2 separate regions of the Mus musculus genome follow, and region 2 is linked to region 1. The links are chromatin contacts, called in public promoter capture Hi-C maps. All regions are on one chromosome and are shown on one strand. Each heading gives the region's core, a stretch centred on a gene start, on an enhancer-like site or on the middle of the called end of the contact. The rest is flanking DNA. Distances are from core to core; before and after follow the strand shown.

What was found. Promoter capture Hi-C pulls out the DNA fragments that hold promoters and counts their contacts.
Region 2: a promoter capture Hi-C map of liver shows a contact between it and region 1, with 5 times the contacts expected there. The contact joins the enhancer-like site here to the promoter of 2610002M06Rik in region 1. A contact is called at or near these places in 4 of 39 promoter capture datasets (the C10 cell line, hippocampal neurons and liver) and 1 of 115 datasets of contacts at active chromatin or transcription factors (stem cell-derived neural progenitor cells).

Annotation. Positions count from the first base shown.
Region 1 is chrX:107,812,755-107,817,599 of GRCm38.p6, reverse strand. 2610002M06Rik (RIKEN cDNA 2610002M06 gene) reads left to right here and starts at 1,266. Exons shown (of 8, transcript NM_025921.3): 1 at 1,266-1,465. The coding sequence starts at 1,450. Tent5d (terminal nucleotidyltransferase 5D) reads right to left here and starts at 1,123. Exons shown (of 6, transcript NM_001163104.2): 1 at 959-1,123.
Region 2 is chrX:108,662,684-108,667,226 of GRCm38.p6, reverse strand. It overlaps the pseudogene Gm379. Among named protein-coding and RNA genes, the nearest start is that of Brwd3, 170 kb to the left of the region's middle. Within about 2 kb of position 2,711, at least 18 of the 459 cell types and tissues checked have an H3K27ac peak or open chromatin away from gene starts, as enhancers often do. A contact at or near this core is called in liver, where this site is marked.

The DNA.
Region 1 (4,845 bases), core at 17-2,516:
AGGAATGATGTTAAAAATAGTAAGTGCTAAGGGAAAGTCTTTCCAGACAGATATCTTTACCTTTAACCCCCAAAGGTAGTTTTCCAGCAATGAAGGCAACTGTTTAAGGCACACAGAGAACTGATGAAATTTCCAAAGCTTTCAGTTTCATAAGTCTTGTTCTCCAACTATAAAGTGAGATGCAAACCTAAAAATAACCTTTACACGGTTCTGCCTATTGAAATGATTTCTAGACTGTACTTCCCAGAACTTTGTATTGAGCAAGGGTTCTCTTTTTCTTTTAATGAAACACGGACAGTTAGAAAACAGTCTGAAGCTTTTTACCAACTATCATTAACACAAAATAATAAAATATTCACTTTTAAAGCCAGTTTTGTTAAAAAAAAAAAAAAGAAATAATCCTAAGGATAAAAAGTGTATGGCATTGTGCACATAATTCCACAGGTTGAATTTAAGAATGAGGTAAATGACAAACTTCTGAGATTTAGCAATTACGACAATTACACTAACTTTCAGAGTAATATATGTAATTTCTATGACACTAAAATTGAAATGCCACAAATCTGCTTAAAATTCCCTCTTTTCCTAAGTCCAGAGAGTGCTTCTAATAAATCCACCTCTGGACATTTCTGAAAGTCAAAGGAACGTAAAATACGCCAAGCTCTATCTACGACCACCCCCATTACTGCTCCCACCCATTATAGAGATTTTATATTAATTTTAGACCATACATCAGCTGTGCTTAAGAAAAATAAAATTAAACCAACTAATATGAGAAAAAATTTCGAAGCAACATTACCTCTCAAGTAGAGCCGGACTTTTCCTCCTTCCCCTTCAACCCTACAACTCTAAGGTTCAAGATTGTTTAAAAAACCTCAACATTACCCACCACACTAACCCCTCGAGCCGTTCTTTTACACTGTCAGAATTTTTAAAAAGTACTTTAAAAGTCCTATACCTTTGTCTTCACCCTTTAAGACTTAAGCTCTGAGAGAAAGGGATGAGGGACGACCAGGACTGTGTGAAATCTGAGGTACGAGGTGGGCGGAAGGCTAAGCGGCGTCCAGGTTGACAAAAGAAAGAACTAGAAGTCCGGTGGGATGCCGGACCAGGTTTAGCGCAGTTATCCTGAGCGCACGTGAAGCATCTAAGTGGGAGGGACCTAAGCTTCAGCTCTCGGACTCCACCGCCCCCAAGCGACCAGAGCCATCCTAACCGAAGCGACTCACTGCAGCCATGTTGGCGTCGTCCCAGTCCCGCCTCTCTAGCTCGTGGGACTCCACCCACCACGGGTTCTAAACCGAAACAGGAAGTGGGCTAGGATCCCTCGAAACCCGCTACAACCGCCACCCTCCGCGCGCCCAAGCGACCCACAACTCGCGGGTCCAGCCCCTGTCCCGCGTGTTACCTGCCCCTCCCCCTCCTCCCGCCCGGTGAACTCGAGAGATCATGTCGAACATGGAGAGTATCCTTTCTGTTGGTCAAGATGCTACCAGGGCCTTGGGGGCTGGGGAGGGGGGGGCGAAGGCAGGGGTGCTGGGGACACGCCCAGGGGCTTGACCCTTTGGGCCCGCACGTGGGGCGAGGGAGCTGTGATGCGGATGGGTAGGCTCCAGCGGCCTGGGGTTGGCCTTTTTTTTATTTTTTTTATTTTTCACCCTCCTCCTCGCTGCGGCCGCCGCCTCCGCCTCCGCTGCCATCCTCGAATGTGGGGAGGGTCAGAGGAGCCAGTGGACAGACAGAGATAATTGAGCCCGTACCGCCCCTTGTTGAGGATTTCTGTCACCTGCCTTATCAGTGAATTTTTGGCCTCTTTGAAATTGACAGGGAATGGTGCCAGGACCTAGGGGAGGCGACTGGAGTTTGCCTATGGCTCCAGGCGGAGGTGTAGGTTCTCAAAGCGTACGTGGACAAACTGCTTTTGGCGAACTGCCCTTTAATGACTGCAGGTGACTGGTGATGAGGTTGAGCGATTGCTACGAACCCTCCGAACTAACTGTGCTCGCTTTCTGTTCCCGCTGCATTCTAATTTAACACTTGAGGAAATTCAGGTTATTCCTGAAGCCATAAAGTCCATCAGCCAAACCTGTCTGGCCACTTGGGCAATTAGTAGGGGCTAAGAATAAAGCTTCCTGGTGACGTCATGAACACAATTTGGCTTTCTTTTTCTTTTTCACTACTTAAATTCCATCACAGAAGCTCCATGTTGCTGTAATTTTTGCTCCTTCCAGGGGTTGGCTTTAGAGAAAAATAAAATAAATTGCTTTTTCTTCAACTCCAAGATAGCAAAAAGATAAACCATGGGTTATGGTAACTGTTCTGTAGCTCGTGTTAAGCTCTTTTGGCGCTATTAGTCTATAAGCCTGAAGTACAGGTAAAAATGGTTTTTTGATGGGTTCAATTTTATGTCATCCAGTAAATCTTGCAGCACTAGTCAGGATATGCTGTACATTAAAGTGCTAGCCTGGAGGAAAGGTGCAGATCATGAAAAGATGACCAAGAGAGGTCCTGTTTCTACTGCATGTAAAAAAAAATAGTGACTGTAGTATAGTTTTAATATTAGCATAAAGTGACAAGCACTTTATTGAACTCTGAGTCAAAATATCAGTTTTATTTCCCAAGTTCCTTGAAACAACAGTTTTCTGAATTAAGGCATGGTGTTCATCCTCTGTCACCCACTTGACTCATTTGGGAAGCATATTGTCTCACCTTTCAACCCTAGAAAGGCATTTTTAAAGTAAAAAGAAATGGTAGTGCCTACTGAATTGTATTTTTGAACATAATCTGAAGTATTAGAGATTTGAAGAGCTTTAAAATTATTAGCTCTCTTTTTTTTTCCTAGAAAATTTGAAAGGATTAGAGGCAGTAGCTTCAAAAGCTTTTATTTCATGTTCTGAAAATATGGAAGCAGGCTATTTTTACTTTGTCTAGCCTGCCTTGTATTCCCAGTAACAAAATATGTAGTTACTATTTTTTCTTTCTTTCTTTCATTTTTGGTTTTGTTTGTTTGTTTCTTTGTTTTTGAGACAAGGTTTCTCTGTGCAGTTCTGGCTGTCCTGGAACTCACTTTGTAGACCAGGCTGGCCACCTGCCTCTGCCTCCCAAGTGCTGGGATTAAAGGCATGCGCCACCACGCCCGGCTGGCTGTTACTGTTTTTTCAATGAAAAGTTTTAACATGTTCATTTTCTAACTCCCAGAGTCCAGTCAAGTGCTGCTCCTATTTACATGGCTGTAGGCTCGTCCACGTCCACTCAGGCATGGGCAACCATTTGAAGAAAAGTGATTTCCCCCAACTGCAATAGCCTCAGTTGCTAGTACCTCCTCAGCTAGAGGTGGGGCCTGAGTAGTCCTTCTCCTCTTTTATCAGTGCTTGGATTTTAATGGGCTTGAACTTGTCTAGGTAGTGTACAGCTAACCATAACTTCTGGGTGTTCTTGTTGTGTATTTACTATAGCTAAGTCAGGTCCAAAACACTATATTGTATAATACTTCTTAAAAAATTAATATAAGTACATCTGTACCTAATAACAATGGCCTACTCTTTCATCTATTATGTAAAGTAGTAAGGTTTAACTTGATCCAAACTATATAACTACTCATCTTGGTTCATTTATGTGTAAACCAGACCCCCCCCCCCACACCCCCACCACAGTATAGCGGTAGGAAATAATATGGACTCAGACCTACCTTCCATAAATAACACGAAGTAAAATTTGAAAAACACCTTACCTTTTATAAAACGTAAAATTCTCACTGTACTGTTAGGAAGCTTGGCTGTGATTAAATAGTTTAGTTGCCTTTGATTAAGTATGTTAATCTCTTTGTACAATAGTAAAGCTCACTTTAAATTTTTAATTGAAGTCAGATTTAATTACTGTGACGTATATCTATAGGTCTTAGTGTTAAGTTAATTACAGGAATGAGAAATTAGTAGATAAATAATTAAGGGCTACTCCCATGGTCCGTGCTGTTGTTCCTCCCTTATTACCTCAGGTATATGTCATTTTAATATTGGAATTCAGTGTGATTCATTAACAGGAACTTTCTAGTTTTCTTAGTCTAAACTGATGTCCTTCCAAAGTCTAAGATCTTAGGACTAGCGTTTCCTACCAGTTACTCCTGTTCCTTTCTGCATCGTTATACCCTTTATTTAAGCATCTCTACCCTTAGAAGGTTGTTTACTTAACTCTTTCCTTAGACTATGAATTCCTGGGGAATGGGGCCATTTATCTTCAAATGCTCATTTGCATACACAGCGCTGGTCCCATAGTAGACAAAAAAATGAGCAAATGACTTTCTGTTAATAGTTAATTATTAATATAATTGAATTGGGATCTTTCTTATAGACCAAATCATATCATGGATACATGAAATTAAACATACTACTTCTATCTTTTAGCAGCTTTTGATCTGGGGCCAGAGGTCACACATCTGTGAATCTAAATACCAATTTAAAGTAACTCAGAATTCAGATGAATGCTAATGTGTAGACTTAGTTTAACATTGTATGCACAGTTTTGAATATTATTATGTCTGTTTTTCTGGCGACATTATCTGTAGCTATAATATTTTTAGGCATTCTGACTTGAGGGTGGTTACAGACCAATGAAGTAGATAATAAGTACTGGACATACTCAAGTTCAAAAAGGGAATGAAGGACTGGTATCACCTGGGGCTGTATTGCACAGAGCAATAGCTAGCTACTTAAAAATAGCTATTAGTAATTGCAGATCTTTTTTTTTTTTTTTTGGCTTTTTTGAGACAGGGTTTCTCTGTATAGCCCTGGTTGTCCTGGAACTCACTTTGTAGACCATGTTGGCCTTGAACTCAGAAATCCGCCTACC
Region 2 (4,543 bases), core at 1,462-3,961, 850 kb before region 1:
GACAGCTATATCAGACTCCTGTCAGCAAGCACTTGTTGGCATCCACAACAGTGTCTGGGTTTGGTGACTTTAGATGGGACGGATCCCCAGGTGGGGCAGTCTCTGAATGGTCTTTCCTTCAGTTTCTGCTCCACCCTTTGTCTCCGTATTTCCTCCTGTTAGTATTTTGACCCCCCACCCTTAAGAAGGACCAAAACACCCACATTTTGACCTTCTTTTTCTTGAGGTACATGTGGTCTGTGAATTGTATCTTGGGTATTCTGAGCTTTTGAGCTAATATCCACGTATCAGTGAGTGTATACCATGTGTGTTCTTTTGTGACTGGGTTACCTCACACAGGATGATATGTTCTGGTTCCATCCATTTGCCTATTTGCCTAAAAGTTTCATGAAGTCATTTTTAATATATGATATTCACACTTTGGTATTCTTTCTTCTTGAGTTTCGTGTGTTTTGTAAATTGTATCTTGGGTATTCTAAGTTTCTGGGCTAATATCCACTTCTCAGTGAGTGCATATCATGTGAGTTCTTTTGTGATTGGGTTACCTCACTCAGGATGTGGACACTTCGCCCCTTCTTAGAATTGGAACAAAACACCCCTGGAAGGAGTTACAGAGACAAAGTTTGGAGCTAAGATGAAAGGATGGACCATCCAGACTCTGTCCCACCCGGGGATCCATCCCATAATCAGTCACCAAACCCAGACACTATTGCATATGCCAGCAAGATTTTGCTGAAAGGGCCCTGATACAGCTGTCTCTTGTGAGGGTATGCCAGTGCCTGGCAAACACAGAAGTGCATGCTCACAGTCAGCTCTTGGATGGAACACAGGGCCCCCAATGGAGGGGCTAGAGAAAGTACCCAAGGAGCTGAAGGGATCTGCAACCCTATAGATGGAACAACAATGTGAACTAACCAGTACCCCCAGAGCTCATGTCTCTAGCTGCATATGTAGCAGAAGATGGCCTAGTTGGCCATCATTGGGAAGAAAGGCCCCTTGGTCTTGCAAACTTTATATGCCCCAGTACAGGGGAACACCAGGGCTAAGAGGTGCGAGTGGGTGGGTAGGGGGCAGGGGGGAGGGTATAGGGGACTTTCGGGATAGCATTTGAAATGTAAATGAAGAAAATACCTAATAAAAATTGGAAAAATATATATGATATTCAAAAATACTGTAAAAATATATTTGCTTCATTAAATTTTGTGAAGAAGTTTAATGAGTGATATGTAGAGACTCCGGGGCCCAGCAAACACAGAAGTGGATGCTCACAGTCAGCTAATGGATGGATCATAGGGCTCCCAATGGAGGAGCTAGAGAAAGTAGCCAAGGAGCTAAAGGGATCTGCAACCCTATAGGTGGAACAACATTATGAGCTAACCAGTACCCCGGAGCTCTTGACTCTAGCTGCATATATATCAAAAGATGGCCTAGTCGGCCATCACTGGAAAGAGAGGCCCATTGGACTTGCAAACTTTATATGCCCCAGTACAGGGGAATACCAGGGCCAAAAAGGGGGAGTGGGTGGGCAGGGGAGTGGGGGTGGGTGGATATGGGGGACTTTTGGTATAGCATTGGAAATGTAAATGAGTTAAATACCTAATAAAAAATGGAAAAAAAAAAAAAGAAAGATAGCAGGCAGGTTTTAATTGCAGATAATGAATTCCAGTCACTGGTGTACAATAACAATAGATGGAGAGGTTATTATTAAATGAAGCAGGTCTGAAATCTGGAAAACTATACTCCTTTTTTTCCTTCCCTTTACTAGTGAGCAGATGTTTATGTTTGCCATAGAATTTTCCTGAAGCTATTTTTTAAAAATTGGATACTAACATTAGAAATAAAAAAAAAAGCAAAACAAAACACTATTTGGTCTCTGTGTTTCTGTTTATAAGTGTGTTTGTTCTCAATCTTAAGAAGTCTGTAGTCATTAGTGTTTTCTGCCAACTTGCTTACCTTCCTTGAAGCCAACAGCATTGCATCCAGGGGCTATTCAGACTCCAGCCTTTTACTTTGTTACCTCTTGGCTCAAAGCTCATGTATACTCTTGCCTCAGAGATCTTGACAAATCAGGCAAGTGTCTAGCCCATTTTACAATTTAGTTGGTCTAGTCCTGCCTGTGTGCTTTACCACCTGACACTCCTCATCCTGAATAAACAGTTCAGTGACCTGTTGGCTTTGTCATTGTTTGCTTGCCTGGGAAGGAAAGATTTTTAATAGCTTCTACTGACGCAAAACTGAGCTGTCCCTGACTTCCTATACCACCAGACAAAGCTGATGAATACATCTCCCTCTGTAGTCCTTGAAGTACGGATATGGCAAGCAGCTGGAGTCAAAGATGAAGGACAGATTAGAGGAACTGAAGAATCACGTTTACCACAGAAGAGTCTCTTCGGAGTTGGATGACACCTTGATGTTTGACAACCATGCTTTTGAAAAGACTGAAACAAACTCTATAGAAGAGTTTTTACAGGAAGTGGCTGAGCTGTCTCTGGCACTGACAGAGTTAGCAGGGCTGTCTCGGTTAATAGACGAGAAGCAGCAAGGTGTCCTGTGTTGTACCACAGAGGAGGGTGTGTTCAAGGAGAAGAACGAATTGAACATCATAAAGGCCTCCTTTGCGAGCCAAGCCCGAATCATTCAGCCTCAGCTAAGCGCCATGCAGCATGAATTGGCCACAGACTGTAAGTACTGGAGGGCTGAGCACCGCATTCGTCAGAGCCAGCTCTCTTTTCTCCTTAGTCACTACCGTGGCATCATCAGCCACCACTATGCCTGTGAGACTCAGAATATGGTCAGGCTGAAGGAGAAGATGGTGAGACAGGCTGAACTAGCTGGGGTGAAGCTCCAGGAAGAGGACCTGGAGAAACTGGTGGCTAACCCTGTGCCTCCTCAAATTGTGGGTCGTGATCTAGATGTTTTGAAGGCTAAGCAGGGCCTGGCTTTGGCTGAAGTACGCAACCAGCAGCTGCTGGACCTGGAGTGCCAGATCAGTGAATTGCGTACCATCTTCTTCCAAGTAGAAACATTTATCTCAGAACAGCAAGAGCTGCTGGATAGCATTGAGTACAACATTTTGCACACCCAGGACTATGTTGAACAGTCAAATGAGACAGTGAAGAAAGCCCTTAAATATAAGCATCAATCACGTTTTTTGATGGTAATATCAACGGTTGCAGGTCTTTGTGCCTGTTGTTCTTGCTTGTCCTGCATCACTGGTCTTGTGCATTGAGCAGGATATGTGTGTTCTGATGTAGTGAGTAATTGCTGAAGGACAAAGATATTGTTTTGGAACATAACTTTAAGGCTAGCATTGCAAATAAATGGGTGGCAACATCTGTGCTGACAAATCTGTGACTTGTCTGTTTTCTTAAAGGCAGCAAGCGGTAAATAGGCTATTTGACTGTGTTTTACTCATTGTTGTGCAATGTGTTACATTTAAAGAAAACACTGCCTCTGCCAGACACTGTTGCTCAGAAATTAGTGTTTTCTTCATTTTCTGTTACATCTGCTTGCTTTAGGTTCCAGAATGATTCGTGCTTTATGAAAATACATATATATTCCCTTCTAAGGGAATAACAAACTAAAAGAATGAGGCATATTACACTGCCTTACTTTCTTTTTTCTTTTCTTTTCTTTTTTTTGATTCTATTATTTTTTATTAGCTATTTTCTTCATTTACATTTCAAATGCTATCCCCTTTCCTAGTTTCCCCTATACCCTCCCCCAGTCCTCCTTCCCAACCCACCCACTCCCGCTTTCTTACACTGCCTTACTTTCTATTGCTGTCATTAAAACACCATAGCCAAGGCAAGTTATAAAACATTTACTTTTAATTTGGAGTGAGTGGCTTTAGAGAGCTAAAGTCATGACCATCATAGTCATCGTGGTAGGGATCATGACAGCATGCAGATAGGGAAGTATGGGACCAGAGAAATTTTGAGAGCTCAAATCTAGAGACACTACTGTAAGGCAGAAAGAGCTAACTTGGAATGGCTGGGCTTTTCAAACCTCAAAGTCCACCCTCAGTGACACACCTCCTCTAACATGGCCACACCTCCTCCAAAATGGTCACACCTCCTATTCCTTCCCAAACTGTTTCACTAAATGGGGACCAAGTACTTAAATATATGATTCTATGGGGGGTCATTCTCATTCAAACCACCTTACACACCCAAACTTCAGTACAGCAATTCAGGCATACCAGATGGTGAAGTAGGATGCAACAGGTACCAGGAAGAGGAAGACTGCAACAATTGGTTAAACGAGTATCACTAAGGTGAGTTGAGAGACTGGATGATGGTAGGCAGAATATTGAGAAAAACTCCAGGAAAACAGAGCACAAGATTATTTACATGTTCTGTGTACAGATAAGAACACAGGGATGCCAAAAGCAGAAATGAAGCTTGATTAGGAGCCTATCCTTAGCTCAACTGCCATCACACTATTTGTATTTTTATTCATATAGTAGTAAGTAAAAACACATGATAATAGTATGCATGGAGTTCTGGGCCAGAGGAATTTCTGTGATGTAGATAGAAGTGGG